Linked DNA regions of Mus musculus: regions 1 and 3 are each linked to region 2. Evidence: chromatin contacts called from public HiChIP or PLAC-seq data. All regions are on one chromosome and are shown on one strand. Each heading gives the region's core, a stretch centred on a gene start, on an enhancer-like site or on the middle of the called end of the contact. The rest is flanking DNA. Distances are from core to core; before and after follow the strand shown. Region 1 overlaps Arnt2 (aryl hydrocarbon receptor nuclear translocator 2). Region 2 has its middle 7.9 kb from the start of Cfap161. Region 3 overlaps Gm29976 (a long non-coding RNA gene).

Region 1 (2,789 bases), core at 95-2,594, 450 kb before region 2:
TTTAGGCAAATTTCTCACTCCTAGTTTCTGTTTTGAGGCCACCATGAGCAGCCACGGGAACATAGGGCGCTATGAGGATGGAGCATGAGTCACCTGACAGGCTCATTCTAAAAAACAAAACTATTCTTTCTGGTCACTCACACTTCACAGGGCTTCCTCCAGTATTTGCCCCTCAGCTTATTCTGTCAGGAAGGAGGAGGCCTGTTTGATAGGGACGTGCCATTCAGGAGTGTAGAGCCCTTGAGAGGCACTAAGATGGGAGAAATGGCAGAATGTGACAGCCAGGTCCCCCAGTCTTAGGTTCCCAGAACCACATGATGAATTTTTTTTAAGTATCCTGTCCGTTGGGTATTTCAGCTGAGAGTGGACAGAGTGGCGGGCAGTTCCAGGGCCGGCCCTCGGAGGTCTGGTCCCAGTGGCAGAGCCAGCATCACGGACAGCAGAGCGGTGAGCAGCACTCGCATCAGCAGCCTGGCCAGACTGAAGTGTTCCAGGTAAATCCAGCGAGCAGCGCCTTCTCGTAGGTGTAGGTACCTGCGCCTTCTCTGCTTCCTTATGCCTCTTTCTGCACCTCTGCCTGCCCTGCCCGGTAGCCAGCAAGAGATCCCACCAGCCTGCAGTATGGGGAGCCCACAAGTAGAAGGAAGGTCTTGCCCTGCCTAGCCAAAGCCTTCAGATACACAGGAAAGGCACAGGGGCCGTCAGCCTTTCAGCTGTACTCTCACAGCAGAGGCTGCATCCTGGATCATACACCCAAAGTTATCCAGTACAGATGTATGGAGCGAAATACAGAAGGGGGGCTTACCCTGGAGCAGGGCCCATGCCCATCTAAGAGCTAAAGACCCTCAGGGCTCACCATGGGCAATATACACAGCCTCCCAGAGCTGCAGGTACCTAGGGGCTTGATTGCCTCAGCCTGTCATCTCTCCACTATGGCAACCAGGAAGAGGGACTCCCATCCCCAGACCCTTAGCCCACGGCAGCTGGGCCAGTGCTCAACTCTCTAGGCTAAGGGTCTAAGGCTACTTCCAGACCTCCACTACTAAAGACTTGCCTTGCTGTTCTCAAATCCTAACACTGACCAATCTTAGTATGCTGGTGACAAGGACATGACCTTACCTATCATATAGGACTCAGCCTCCCAGGTTTTCCTGGAACATTGTAAGTGCAGGTATGAGCCTATTAAATCCCCTCAGCTAGAGGTGGGCCTGCCCACCCAGTCTTTTAGCAGCAGCCCAGACTCCACTGGGGGACTCCCAGAGAGCAGACAAAATAACTGACCTTCCACTCTGGGATGGCATCACCCCGACAGGCCACTGTGCCCAAACCACAAATGCTCAGACTCCTGCTTGGTCGGCGGTCATATGGCTGTCCAGTCATAATTTCTGTTGTAGCTTCTGCTTGCCCAGCCAGGGGAGGGGGTGGGGCTCTTTCCACCCTTGGGCCCGGTTTAGCTTCAGAAAAAGGTTTGTATTCTAGCGCTGTCTACCTTCAGCATAACACTCCCCAGAAGAGCAATTCCCAGCAGGGTCGGGTATTGAAGCCCTCTGAAGAGCAGCCCTGTATACAAGGCTGTGCAAAGGAACACCTGCTCACTAGAGAGATGGTCAAGGGGATCAGTCAGTGGCAGGCTGGACTCCGGGACAAGGGCAGGCTCTGGGTGAGGTCACTGACCCCTGGGACTTTCTGTTCTTCTCCTCTCCAGGACATGCTACCCATGCCGGGCGACCCGACGCAGGGGACTGGCAACTATAACATCGAGGACTTTGCTGACCTGGGCATGTTCCCTCCATTTTCTGAGTAGCTTCAGGCAAAGCCAGGCTTCTACTGCCCAGACGCTATTATCATGCCATAGATGCCCATGTTCAAAGAGGGTCCCCCTCACCCAGCTTGCCCTGCTGTAGAACCCCCAGAAATCTCCCTTATTCCCCATCCTCCCTGGACATGGCATCACCTGGCTCTAACCCACAGCCCTGGCTTCTTGGGTTTGGGATCTTTGTATTTATTGTACTTTATCTGTGTGCTCGGAAGGGGGCCGCCAGGGTCTTAAATCCCATTGTGAATAATCTATTAATGGACAATTTGCACCCATCAAGTGTTTGCTTGATCCACAATGGCTGGCAGTACCAGCAGGTCTGCCTGGTGCAGAAGCTGGGTTTCTTTCTGCTTTTTCACGGCTGCTGCCTCGGAGGCTTGGTGTCAGAGTGAAAGGCAGTGACCTCTGCATTCTGTGCTGGAGCCAGGAGCACAGGATGGGAGTCTCCCACACTAGCTGTCCTTGACGGCCTGGGGCCAGGTGTGCTTTAAACCTGAGAATCAACGTTGTGGCTTGGTAGATGTACTGTGGCGTGTTGGTGTGTGTGGCCAGTGAGAGTGAGAAGCCGTCCCCATTCAGCTGCATTTCAAAGGAAAGCGTGACTGGGGCCTGGGAGCTGGGCTGACTCCCTGGAAGCCAGGGCTGGGGAGCTGCCCACTCTGTAGTCAGTTCTTTGGTCCCCTGCCCTTTTACAGACATACTTTACTTCTTAAAGTCTCTAGTCCTTCTGTCCTATGCGAGCACTCACGCTTCTCTTACTAAGCCTGAGGGACAGTGTCCTGATTCCATAAAGGTCACTGCATCCTCCCTGCTCTGCATCTGAGCAGAGCTGTTTTCTGCCCAGCGCCTTCAGAAAGTCAGACCCAGTCCTCCTCTGTACAGGGTTAGGATACCTCGACTCTAAGTGTCCCTGACACCTTCTGCTCAGTAACTTGGAAAGAAGATGGGGCCACACTCTGGGTGGAAAAGGGTG
Region 2 (2,700 bases), core at 152-2,651:
ATGTTGAAGCCAGCCCCAATGTTTGGTGGGTGGGTAGCTATGCACCTTCAGTGAACAACAGTGACTGGAGTTGTGGAAAAACAGCACGTACTGTACTGCAGTTGGACCCAAGAAAGCTTCAAAGAAGGAAGCTGAGTAATTTCTAGGTGTAACATGTGCTTTGAATCACCCGCTGTGAACTAGCCACAGTTCTACAAATAGTGTCAATGGGACAGAAGGTGCAACTGGGGCTCACACAAGGGCCCTGATCCCTGCGGAGAAAACATTGCCCTGAACGGGGATTTTTTTTTTCCCCCAGAAAAAATACAAAGCACCAGGCAATGAGGCCAACTAGCTGAATCCAGTCTAGAGATGTGGAGGGTACTGGACTTTGAAGATGGTTTTGATGCCTGAGAATAAGTTACAGGAGGAAGGGTATTGAAGAGATAAATTCTAAGAGAAGAAACAGTGAGGTTGATAGTGACCTCTCAGACTTGGCTTCTCTTAGAGCATGCAATGAAATATTATTTACAGGAGAGGAACCTGAGACAATTAAACAGTCATTTTATAAATGTGTGTGCGTGTACATGTGCATGTGCGCGAGTGTGTGTGTGCGCGCGCGCGTGTGTGTTTTGAGACTAGGTATTGACTACACTAAATAACTCACTGAATAGGCAACGAAGACTTTGGCTTCTGCATCTCCTTGCCTCTATCCTTCTTGTTCTGGGATTACAAGCATGAACTACCAACCCAGTTTTCTGTGGTGCTGGGGATTATACTCAGGGATCCATGTATGCTAGGCAAATAACCTATCAACATCTCTGATATGCAGCTGGCTTCCATCTCAGTGTTCTTCAGGGCGAGGGACCATTAGTTTCAGACACACCATTTGGAAATAGAGACACACTTGTAAACTGGAGTCTCCTTTTCTTTAAAAATAAGCATAAATTAATTATGCATTAAACATAATGGTTTCACGATGACATTTCCATTCATGCATGTATAGTATGTGATCATATTCCTCTTCTGTTATCTTCCCTTGTCCTCTTTCCCCCATCTCACCGATCCCCTTCCCCTTCTCAACTAGTCCCCTTTATACTCTCATGTCCTCTTCTGGGGATGGAGTGACCCAATGATTTCCACTGGGATTCCTCACAGGGACATGCATATGGGTTTATATACAGGAGCATGGGTGCCTCTCCATTCTCCCAGCAACCACTTCTTCTTATAGATCTTTTGGGAGAGGATAGGCCTATTGAATCCCATTTCCCTAACAACTACCAAATGCCTATAGAGCCTTAAGGAGAAGTGGGGCCTTATGAGCCCTCTCCAAGTGGGACCCGGCAAGCAGTCCTGAAGCTTTCCTCAGTCCTGCCCTGGAGTTTTGTTTAGGGATAACACGCTATATCTATGATTTGTCACAAGAGGGCAGAATTGTCCAATTATGAAATCAAATCTATTTCTGAAGACTCAGGAAAGACCTGGTTCCGCTTAGCTGACTTTTGGTTGAGACTACACCAAGGAGCGTCCAACACAGACATCTAGAAGCTGCAAGCATCTGCGGCGTGAGGTGCCAGGTAGCTGTGAGGAGAACCCTGGCACCTGTGCTTGCCCAGACGCAGTGTCTTCATAACAACAAGCAGAAGCAGCTGCTGTGCCAAGGTGTTTCACACACCTCCTGACACACAGATCCCAACAACCACAAGACACAGGTTTTCACATATCTTACTTTACACATGAGGCAACAGAACCAGAGTTTGTGACTTTACTCAACGTCACAGTGCAGGTAAGTTCTGCCCCTTGAGTCAAGGACACCTGACTCAGAGTCAGGGATTTAAGACACAAAACTAGAGTAGTAACAATACCAGACTGAAAACTACACACTAATGTGCCTGAGGTCTGTGATTGCTATGAAAATAGAAAGCCACATTTTCCTGTTTTCTCTCCCCCCCCCCCCTTCACTCTTGAGTTTCAGTTCTGGCTCTTAGGATGCCTTGGGCACTTCCCAGAACTTCTCTGTATTTGTCAGTGAAGTAAAGCAAACCCTAGCTTTTCCTACTAGACTAAGGGAAGAGGAAAAGCACGCTGTCTGGGGAACTGAGTCTCTGATACCCTTGTTCAGCTACTACCCTAGAGCTCTGTAAGCACCTCACAGCTCTGTAAACACACGAACGAAGGCCCTGTATGCCCAACACTTAGAAATTCTGTATCTAAATAATAGTGATGGTGATGATGGTGGTGGTGGAGGAGGAGGAGAGAGAATGGAATCAACAGCTTATCTTTACTACATAGTGAATGTGACCATCTATGTATGAAATACTTATATTTTTGTGAAGCAATAAAGACTAGGTTTCTTGACCAGGGAGGTGGGATGAGTGGGTTGGTGGGAGACAGAGGCATTTCTGTGAAACTGGGGTTCGCTGAGGGAGCAAACTCTGAGCTGCATGCGAGTCACCCTAGCCTCCGTTGCTCATCGGGAGAAGCATGTGGCTTTCCGTTGCCCAGTTCTACAGCATGGCTCCAGAGGCTCAGATTGGCCCATGTATCTATACTGTGCTGCAGGCCCTGATGACTCTTCACTGTGATAAGATTGAAGTTTCTATCTCAACTCATTTGAGGCAAACCATAACACCACCGCCTAATTATAATATATCTATTTCTTGTATGCAATTCAGGTTTGCCTCGCCTCTGCTTGAATAGGGGGAAAAAGAAGTTTGAAAT
Region 3 (2,700 bases), core at 79-2,578, 440 kb after region 2:
GCTCAGCATCTATCACTACTACTCTCTCTCTCTCTTTCTTCCTTCCTTTCTTTCTTTCCTTCCTTTCTTTCCTTTCTTTCCTTTCTTTCCTTCTTTCTTTCCTTTCTTTCCTTCTTTCTTCTTAAGATTTATTTATTTTATGTGTATGAGTACACTGTTGCTATCTTCAGACACACCAGGAGAGGGCATCAGATCCCATTATAGATTGTTGTGAGCCACCATGTAGTTGCTGGGAATTGAACTCAGGACCTCTGGAAGAGCAGTCAGTGCTCTTAACCGCTGAGCCATCTCTCCAGCTCCCTATTACCCCTGTCTTAATTGCACTGTGCTCTCACCTAGAGGGTTTGCGCTTTCCTCATTGCATTTGACAAGATGCCATATGTATCCATTACTTATCTTCTTACTGAGACAAAACACTTGATCAAAACATCTTAGGGAAGGAAAGATTTATTTGGGCTCATAGTTCAAAGGAATCTTGGGGGAAAGGCATAGCAGCAGGAGCTTGAGACAGCTGGTCACATAGTGTCCACAGGAAGCGCAGAGCTGGCTCGTATCCAGTGCAGGTGCCCAGCCTATGGGATGGCACTGTCCACAGTTAAGGTGAGTCTTCTCACCCTGGCTAAGCTTCTGGATGACCTCTCATGAGCATGCCTGGAGCTCTGTTTCCTGGGGGAGTCTAGATTCTGTCAAGTGAGCAATCAGTAGTATCCATCATCCCATATTACTTTGCTCAGTCTGTCACTCTCTCCAGTTCCAACCATGATCCAGTCATCTCCAGTCACAATATAAGATGACACTGTGTCCATTAGTAACATCTGTACCTAGCAGACATATACTGATGTTGCAAAAAGGTGTTTGCTTCAGCAGTGTGCAAGCCTGGTCTTGTATTTCCTACTATCTCTAATCAGCCCTTGCCTTTGTCACCTCTGGCCCTGCTCTTAGAGGTATAATCTGAGTGACCAGGTTTTTGTCAGGTGAGAAGATTGAAGAGGCACCCCAGAGAAAGTGAGGGCTTTTAATCCCTTGTGACCACTTTGCCAAGCCTGTTCAATTTGCCCAGTGATACTCTAAGTTTTCCTGAGTTCCCCTCCTCTTTCCCTTTGTCAGTATCTGAATGGTGAAGCCACAGAGGAGCAACAAGAGCAATTTCTGCATCTCAAAGACACCAGCCACCTGCCTGCTCTGGCTTACTCAAATCTAATCTAAAAATCTTTCTGTGGTCCAAACAAAGAGCAGCCTCCTGAAGCTGCCTTGCATGCATCTGGCTTGAGCACAAACAGAGGCAGGAAGACTGGGGCCTGACACAGTACCTTCCAGTTTCTAGGGACAGGAAGAAGGAAGTAGGTTTCAATTCACTGCTTTCCATCTGCTCTGTGATCTCTCAGAGGAGTGAGTTTGACAATGTCCTGTCCCTGCCCTGGAATTCTCTAGCTCTGAGCTCACACATCAGGGGACATCTGTGTCTCTTGATGTCAAGTCTTGGTGGCATTTGAATTTGGGTAGCCTTTCTTATGAGGCTCCTTATGCATTGTGTGGCCATTCAACAGGAAAGTGGTGAACTTACCCTTTAGAGTTGGGAACAATGCCATCTGCCTGTGAGAGGTAGGTATTAGTGTGTCCACTTGGTATCAAGGTATCAAGTGGGGCCACTTGTCATGTGCAGCTTCATAAGTGCTAGTTGCTGAGAGGGAGATAAGCCTGATACAATCTTTCCAGGATTCTTTTTCTTTTAAAGATCAACTTGTGCATGCACCTTACAGAAGCCTGTTTAAGCAGCTCTGGGCATGCAGAGGAAATGGACCCAGATGCATACTATTTATCTAGAAACCGAACTCTTCTTGGGCCCCCAGCACTGCTGAATCGAGAAAAGCTGACACTGTTCATGCCAGGTCACCTCTGGTTAGAGATTGAGTCTCCCAGGTAACTGCACAGTCCTTTGAAAAGTCCTTTTCTTCTCAAGAATGACCCAAGTTCTGAGGCAGAGAGAAAGGATGGAGAAGAAATTTTAACCCCAAATTAATGGGTGTTTGGTCTGAGATCTTCTATGGAGCTACTAATTTTAATCATCTCTGATCATTTGGGGGGCATTGCCATAACTGTTGTTCAGTAGACATTCTTTACTTGTGCAGATTTTAATTTCATGCCCAAATTGATCAGAAAGTTCAGGAAGTTTCCATATAACTCCTGTATGTATCCACTTGCTGCATGGTCTGCTAGCTCATTTGATGAAGCAGTGGCACTTTTGTTACACTGGATGAGCCTGCATTGACACATCATAATCACAGTCTATGTGTTTTCATAAATGTGTAATGGCATGTTCCCAACATTGTTGTATCACACATGATAGCTTCACTGCTCTGATATTCTCCGTGAGTCCCACTTGCTCATCTCTGCTCCTTCTTAAACTCTGATCTCTTCTATTTATCCATACTTTTTCCTTTTCCAGAATATGAAATGATCGGAGACATACAGCACAACGCCTTTTCAGCTCACTTCAACCACCTACTAAGACGCTTTAAGTCTCCTCCATATCTTCTCACGACTCAATGGCTCATTTCTTCCTAGTATATAGTGATGTTCCATTGTCTGGATGCACCACAGTATATGCACCAATCCTCCTCTTGGAGAGCACCTGGATTGGTTCCCAGTCTGGGAAACAATGAGCAGTGTTGCCATAAATGTCCATGTGAAAATTCTCAT

The links. HiChIP or PLAC-seq counts read pairs in DNA pulled down with a chosen protein or histone mark.
Region 1: a contact with region 2 is called in an H3K4me3 HiChIP or PLAC-seq map of bone marrow-derived macrophages, with 6 times the contacts expected there. The contact joins two enhancer-like sites. A contact is called at or near these places in 2 of 39 promoter capture datasets (embryonic stem cells and pre-B cells) and 1 of 115 datasets of contacts at active chromatin or transcription factors (bone marrow-derived macrophages).
Region 3: an H3K27ac HiChIP or PLAC-seq map of large pre-B cells shows a contact between it and region 2, with 2.9 times the contacts expected there. The contact joins two enhancer-like sites. A contact is called at or near these places in 1 of 484 Hi-C or Micro-C datasets (cerebellum) and 1 of 115 datasets of contacts at active chromatin or transcription factors (large pre-B cells).

Annotation. Positions count from the first base shown.
Region 1 is chr7:84,249,071-84,251,859 of GRCm38.p6, reverse strand. Arnt2 (aryl hydrocarbon receptor nuclear translocator 2) reads left to right here. Exons shown (of 19, transcript NM_007488.3): 18 at 358-494; 19 at 1,706-2,789. The coding sequence ends at 1,804. All of the region lies in intron 2 of Gm26708 (predicted gene, 26708), which reads right to left. The region is part of intron 2 of LOC117997403 (a long non-coding RNA gene); the gene reads right to left. Among named protein-coding and RNA genes, the nearest start is that of Gm26708, 17 kb to the right of the region's middle. Within about 2 kb of position 1,344, at least 13 of the 459 cell types and tissues checked have an H3K27ac peak or open chromatin away from gene starts, as enhancers often do. A contact at or near this core is called in bone marrow-derived macrophages, where this site is marked.
Region 2 is chr7:83,801,437-83,804,136 of GRCm38.p6, reverse strand. No RefSeq gene overlaps it. Among named protein-coding and RNA genes, the nearest start is that of Cfap161, 7.9 kb to the right of the region's middle. Within about 2 kb of position 1,401, at least 40 of the 459 cell types and tissues checked have an H3K27ac peak or open chromatin away from gene starts, as enhancers often do. A contact at or near this core is called in bone marrow-derived macrophages, where this site is marked.
Region 3 is chr7:83,360,504-83,363,203 of GRCm38.p6, reverse strand. The region is part of intron 1 of Gm29976 (a long non-coding RNA gene); the gene reads left to right. Among named protein-coding and RNA genes, the nearest start is that of Gm29976, 21 kb to the left of the region's middle. Within about 2 kb of position 1,328, at least 16 of the 459 cell types and tissues checked have an H3K27ac peak or open chromatin away from gene starts, as enhancers often do.